Regions from separate parts of the Capsicum annuum genome. Here region 1 is linked to region 2. A link is a contact called in public Hi-C data. All regions are on one chromosome and are shown on one strand. The core of a region is the stretch at or near the end of the contact, and the rest is flanking DNA. Distances in the headings are between cores, read along the strand shown.

Evidence for each region. Hi-C and Micro-C count contacts between places; a contact is called where the count stands out from the background.
Region 1: a Hi-C map of leaf shows a contact between it and region 2, with 3 times the contacts expected there. The contact joins the promoter of LOC107849764 here to the enhancer-like site in region 2. A contact is called at or near these places in 2 of 5 Hi-C or Micro-C datasets (leaf and placenta).

The regions. Positions count from the first base shown.
Region 1 is chr12:198,114,166-198,117,451 of UCD10Xv1.1, reverse strand. It overlaps LOC107849764 (exocyst complex component EXO70A1-like), which reads left to right and starts at 1,780. Exons shown (of 1, transcript XM_016694327.2): 1 at 1,780-3,286. The coding sequence starts at 3,116. It overlaps LOC107850391 (KH domain-containing protein HEN4), which reads left to right. Exons shown (of 11, transcript XR_007048283.1): 9 at 849-957; 10 at 1,031-1,364; 11 at 1,407-1,657.
Region 2 is chr12:197,315,578-197,319,058 of UCD10Xv1.1, reverse strand. It overlaps LOC107851208 (phosphoinositide phosphatase SAC2), which reads left to right. Exons shown (of 17, transcript XM_016696146.2): 16 at 300-408; 17 at 591-1,049. The coding sequence ends at 707. Among protein-coding and RNA genes, the nearest start is that of LOC107851208, 11 kb to the left of the region's middle. Within about 2 kb of position 1,553, at least 3 of the 5 cell types and tissues checked have an H3K27ac peak or open chromatin away from gene starts, as enhancers often do. A contact at or near this core is called in leaf, where this site is marked.

The DNA of each region.
Region 1 (3,286 bases), core at 531-3,030, 800 kb before region 2:
CGAACTCAATTCACAGTTTTCCAATTTCATTGGGAAAGTTATATATCGTGGTATGCACACCATAGACAAGCTATGTGAAATAACCTGCATCCTGTGGAAGTAAGGCAAGACGGTGTCTTAAAAGAGTTAAGCACAGAGGATATGCTATTGTAGTCTTCAAATTCTGTTAACCCGGATTTTGGCAGTGTACCTTATAAGAATCGGGCAAACATCGAGTATGTAGCTCTGCTTTTTGAGCTGGTCGAGGACATGTCTGTCAAGTTCTTCAGTTTCCTGTAATTTGAATTTGTCTTTTAAGTTGTGAAGTTCTTATAAACAGGATTGCGAGATAGATACATTTATTACATTATGAGATAGTATATCCTTTACTGAAGAGTAAAACAATGTTACCTAGGGAGGGGGTGTTGCATTTATATGGAGCGCCTGCTCTCTTGTAAGAAAAATATCCACCTAAAACTTCAAAGGCAGTAGAATGTGTGCAGTGCTTACGGGTCAACTGTTTTAATATTTGACTTGTGAAGTTTGTATTAGAGATAATTGAGTTCCTTAATTAAAACTTTAAACTTGAATGGTATGAAGATCTTCTATTGGAGATACTTGAGGTGCTCAATTTATTGTTAATGGGATTAAAGAGAAAGGATCGGAACAATTGACTTGAACTTCATGGATCTACATTCTTCTTAAGGGATGTTGTATCGGAACAATTGACTTGAAATTCATGGATCTACATTGCTCTTATTTTTTCTTGGTTGATTTGTATTCTTGTTTAATTTGCCCTTTATCCTTTGCTTTTCATATCTTGCTAACGCTTTGTGTATCCACTAAGTTAAACTGTTTATCTGTTGCAGTGAGACAGCACCTAATTTTCCAGGCATTACTATTGAAATTGTAATTCCTCAGATGTTGTTGAAGTATGTTTATGGAGAGGATTCTAGTAACCTTCGTGATATAACTAGGGTAGGTCAGTTTGATCGAACAAACTCTCTCTCTTCTTAGGGGTAAGGTAGTTAACATTTGTGTTTGGTTTCAGATTTCAGGTGCTAAGATAGTAATTCATGATCCTGTAGCTGGGGCTACAGAAGGCACTGCTGTTGTGTCTGGAACACCAGATCAAACGCGATTCGCTCAGACCCTTATTCATGCTTTCATCTTTGCTGAGCAGAACATGTAGACCTTACTTCTTTATCACAATCCTAGAAGGTCGCGAATGTGGTTTGTTTTTCTCATGCAATGCAGTTGACATGTGCCTGTGATGGTTAAATAAGTTCAAAATAGTTATTGGAACATGTAGGAAGAACAGAGTGTATGTGAGAAATATCGTTCTAGGTTCTAAAGGGAAAAAAGATCAACCAAGTGGTAAGAGAGAATGCAGCAGATATTCAGGAAGGAAAAAGTCATCAATGCCTGAGAATGCAGCAGATATTCAGGAAGGAAAAAGTCATCAATGCCTGTTTTTTCCATCATATTTTGATGTTGAAGTATTTTGCAGGCAAAAATCATGTAGTATATGTACATGTAAAAGCAACAAGCACATGAATTGGTCAGTTCATTTGATTCTTGTAGAAGCACCATCATGTGGGTCTGTAAGAAATACAATACAGCAGGTGGTATCGTTCTATTATTAGTTTCTAGTCCTAGTAATCCTTTTTCGGCTACATATACACGGAGTAAAATGTGTGAAATGGTCTTTACATGTAACATCTAAACTTCAAATTTCTCGCATTTTCCTATTTCATTTTCCTTAATCCACGGACCCCCTCCACACACACACACACAAAAAAAAAAAAAAAAAAAAAAAACCTTCCGTAAAAACCCAACCCCTACATGCCACATAGAGCAGAGAAATTGTTATAGGAGCATGTGATTTTGTCGTACAAAATCATTAATCCTAGGAATACACTCCCAAAGAGTTGCAACAATAAGTCTCACTATTTATTTCGAGATGGTGATACATGCTCAAGAAAGTCAAAAATCGATCCATTTTTAGTAAATATTCTCACATTTTTTTGGACTTCATGCTTTCATATTCTTTTAATTAAAAAAAGAAGTTTATATTTTATGCACCCAATTATCCTAAGTTATAAAAGTATCAAAAATGAGACTTGCTCCAAATAGAGTTATTATAGTAAACCTAAAGTTTATCTGAAAGCAAAGTTACTCAATTTCGGATGGTACCAAATAAATTTGACCATTTTCCTTTCTAGTTTTCAAGATCATTAGACTTGATTCCGAATGGTAGAACTAAAACCTGCAGCTTCCACCTTGACAAAGCACACAATTTCAAGAAAATCAAGTGTATAGCCTCAAATCAATTTAGATTTGAATCATTTAGTTTCATTATGTAAAAGACATGAATGATATATTTTCATTATTATTATCATTGTTGTTCTTCTTATTATATGTAATTAATATTTTGAAGTGTTCCAACAGATTTTTATGCACATAAAAAGGAGGAACAAACAAACGTCCAAAGAAGAAACATTACCAATAGTGGCACTTTAAAGAGAGGCAAATTCGGATGTTTCTTGGCTTGTAAACAATGAACGGTTTTGGAGAGAAAAAAAGCCAAAAAGGCAAGCAAAAAGGCAGTTAGAACAAACTAGTTAACTAAAGAAACAAGTGTATATTGATATTTAAGTACATTTTCCTTAAAGTGATCTACCTTCTGGGTGGCATATGTATTCTTGTTTTAGCAGTGAAGTTGGTTTGAAGCTGGTAGACTTGTTTTAACCTCATTTGTTGAGTTTGGTAAACAAAAAAGCCTTATGCATGTGGGTACTATATGGGAAACAAAGCAATAATATAATGTATTAGTCGCTTTCCTTCATAATTACTACTCCCTCCGTATCAATTTATGTGACACCTTTCAGATTTCGAGATCCAAACAAGCCTATCTTTGATCATAATCTTTTCATATATCGTTTAAATATTTTGAATTGTCAACTATCCCAACTTGTAGTATTTTTCACATAGTTTTCAAATATATAACAGTCAAACTTAAATTGCTTGACTATCAAAATCTAAATTGTGCCCATAAATTGGGACAAAAGGAGTACTATTTCATTAAGTGTGTTGAGACTTGAGAAAGGATTTCTCAAGAAAGAAAAGAGAAAAGATGGTGGGCATTGAGAATATCAAAGCTGCAAGAGAAATTCTCAAGTGTAGCATAGAAAAATCAAGAGAATTGGGAGTAGAAATTAGTAATAGGTGTTGGAGATTAGAGAGCTGTGAGCAAAGGCTTGATTTTTTAGCAGGTGCCCTTAGAAACTTAGCATGTAAATGCACA
Region 2 (3,481 bases), core at 304-2,803:
GGAAAATAATGGTCTTTCTAGCGCATGGTAGTGAGAAGGGATTGTCTGTTTTGTGGGTTAGTGTTGTATATTTTGACTGGCTTAAAGTTGATGTAATACAAAATTTGAAAACAAGACTCTTTAGTATCAATCATCATTTACTCAAGTTAATTCTGCTGTCAGATTTGTCATCATTTGGAAATGCACCACCTTTATACACGTCAGACTGATCGTTTTAGGAAAACAAGGCCTTAATGGCCTAGTTTGTATATATAGTTCTACTTTTGCTGTCAAATCTTAAGCTTATTCCGTCTGTGCAGATCTTCAATCATGGCTTCTCCATCTCGGGACTTGTCATCAGATAGTGTAACAAATGAGCTTAAAGCAGAAACAGACCTCTCCGCTAGTGATTCCGTGCCAGGCTTGAAGGTCAGTTCACTCAGAGTTTAGAATATTTAAATGTTGTGGTTAAATCTAAATAACAGCAGCCTTATTAGGTAGTGCTTTCACCTTAAATAATGAAATAATGAATTATCCTTTTACTGTTATTCTGATTTTCTCTATAAATATGCATGACTAATTCTTTTTACTTTCCAAATTTCTTATTATAGAAGGAGCAGACTAGCAGAAATATCGTTGTTGATGCTAAAGAGAAGAAGAAGACACACCGGCAATACTCTGAGAAGTTTGTGCGTTGGGTTAACGAAGGAGATGTGCTTTTCCCTTGACATCCAGTTCTGGACTCTTTTTGGAGCTAGCTATATATTATTTTGGATAGTTACATTGGATAGACGGCATCCTAAGGATGTTGATACATAGAGAGAAAATAGAAACAGCAAATGACCAACATTGCTTGAGGAAGATTAGCCTATACAAAGCTATTGAGATTGTAAACTTCCAGCAGCATAGAAGTTTATATTAGGAAGTTTAGGGGTAGATTGAAAAGGAAATGTTCTTTTCAGTTGTTTTTGAATCTTCTTTTCTCAGACCAATAACTTTTGTAGGTTTCAGTTTCTGTAAATAATTTTATTTATTTAGAAATTGGAGCTGAATTTTTTCGTTTTGAGACATTCACAAGAGCCTTCACTATTTTGAATGCTTTCAATCTTGAAATTCCCAGATTATAGTTACCATCTGATCGTAGTGGTAATTGTGAGTCTGTGATTGTTTAGGTGTGTCCTTCCTGATCCTCTCGTACTAAGGGAAGGTCCTCTCTACGCTTAATACACGAGCTTCTTGGAGGAGGAGCATCCTGGGTATATTTCGTGTGTATTGGTATAGTTTACTGTAAATGATTGGTTTTCTTTGTGTCTGCTGTCCTGTTTGTTTCAGTTATTGTATTATTTGTTGATACTGTTGTTTTCTCTAGTATATTTTCTTTAATGTGCTTTGATAGGCTCTACTTTAGCCGAGGATTTATTGGAAACAATCTCACTACCTTCACAACATAGGGGTAAGGTCTGTGTACATACCACGCTCAGATTCCACTTGTGGAATTGCACCGTGTATGTTATTGTTTTTGTAACTGGTTTTTCTTTTTCTTCCATTTTTTCGTGGTATTTGTTGATACTGATCATTAAATTTGTTGTTCATTCTGAAAGTGAAAGACTAGTATCCTTGACCAAGTTGTGTTGAGAACTCAACTAGCTGTTTCACCTGCATCAGAATCCTAAACTGGTTAAAGTTAAAGCTAGTAATTGATAACATTGCATTTATCACTTTGGGATAGTGGTGGTGCAAAAGACAGTATACCATTGCTTCATTTTCTATGTTCTTTCTTGCTTTTTCCGATTTCCAGTTCCGTCCATTTTAGTGCTTGTTTTTCTCTCTGGTTTGTAGTATAGTTGCTTGCTATTTTGCCTTTCAGATTATACGCTAGATCCAGTTTCTTTAAGAATATTCATGTGTAGTTTACCTCTCTGAGATAGTGGTAAAGGTCTGTGTACACTTCACCATTCTCAAACCTCACTTGTGGGTTTTACTGGGTATGTTGTTGATGTGTGTAGTTCACTCCTTTTTAGTGGCTTTGGTGAATGATGGTGTACTATGGTCATGTCTTAGGTCAAGGCGGGGGAGGGGGGCGGGGGGCAGGGTAGAAGTGGTAAGGGGGTGAAGTGTTCTCCTAGACTAAGAATACGGTCTTAGAACATAGGGTCATTGACGGGGAAAGCCATAGAGCTGGTGAAGATCTTTAAGAAGAGGAAGATTAATATAGCTTGTGTCCAGGAAACTAGATAGGTAGGCACCAAAGAATAGGACGTAGACGGATTTAAGTTGTGGTACTGAGAAGGCTCAAGGGATAAGAACGACATAGGCATTTCAGTACACACGTACCTTAGGAAGCAAGTGCTAGAGGTTAGAAGGATCAATGATAGGATGAAGACGGTTAAGCCAGTCATTGGGGGGGCTTACTTTGAACATTACTAGTGCTTACCCTCAAGTGGGCCTAGATGAGGAGATCAAGAAGCACTCTAGGGAAGATTTGGATAAAGTTGTGAGAGGTAAACAACACACTAAGAAGATTTTGATTGGTGGAGATTTCATGGCCATATTGGAACAACTTCTAGTGACTTTGATGATGTTAATGGAAGCTTTGGTTTTGGGAATAAAAAGGGAGGTGGAGCCTTGCTTTTGGATTTTGCTAGAGCTTTAGAATTGGTGATTGCTAACTCGTGTTTTTTAAAGAAGGAGAACTATTTGGTTACCTTTGTAGCATGGTAACTAAGACTTAGATAGATTACTTACTCTTTAAGAGGTGATGAAGGCCTTTGTAAGGACTGCAAGGCTATCCTAAGTGAGCATCTTACTTCCCAACACAAGCTTTTGGTGATATATTTGGAGATTAATAGGGATAGGCTAAAGAGACCTTTATGATCGATCAAGGATTAAATAGGGTGGCCTACCCTTGCCCTTTCTCGGGAGATGGAGAAAAGTTTATTCTTGTGTGGGCCTAGAGTAGCAGCGGGGATGTGAACAACACATGGGATAGGACAACTGGTTCCATCAGGGAAGCAACTAGAGAGGTGCTAGGGTATATATTGGGGGTCATCGAAGGGATTGGTAGTAGAGTGGAGAAGTCCAACGCAAAGTGGAAGCAAAGAAGGTTGCGTATGCAAAGTGGGTGGAGTGCATGGATGAGGAGGAGAAATGGATGCTTAAGGAAGTTTATAGAGCCGCGAAAACGAAAGATAAGTTAGCAGTCACGATGGCTAAGACGACAATTTCTGAGCGATTGTACATAGAGCTAAAGAAAAAAGGCGAGGATAAAAAAATATATAGGCTTTCAAAAGCGAGAGAGAGGAAGGATCTCGACTTGGATCAATTGAACTACGTCAAGGATAAGGAAGGCAAGGTATTGGTTAAAGAGACCTTCATTAAGCAAAGATAACAAGCATTTTCAACAAACTCTTTAATAGAGAAGAGGACAGAGACATTGTATTTGGTAATTTGGAGCACTTCTAGAGACTAAGGGACTTTGGGTGTTATAAGTATATTAAGATTG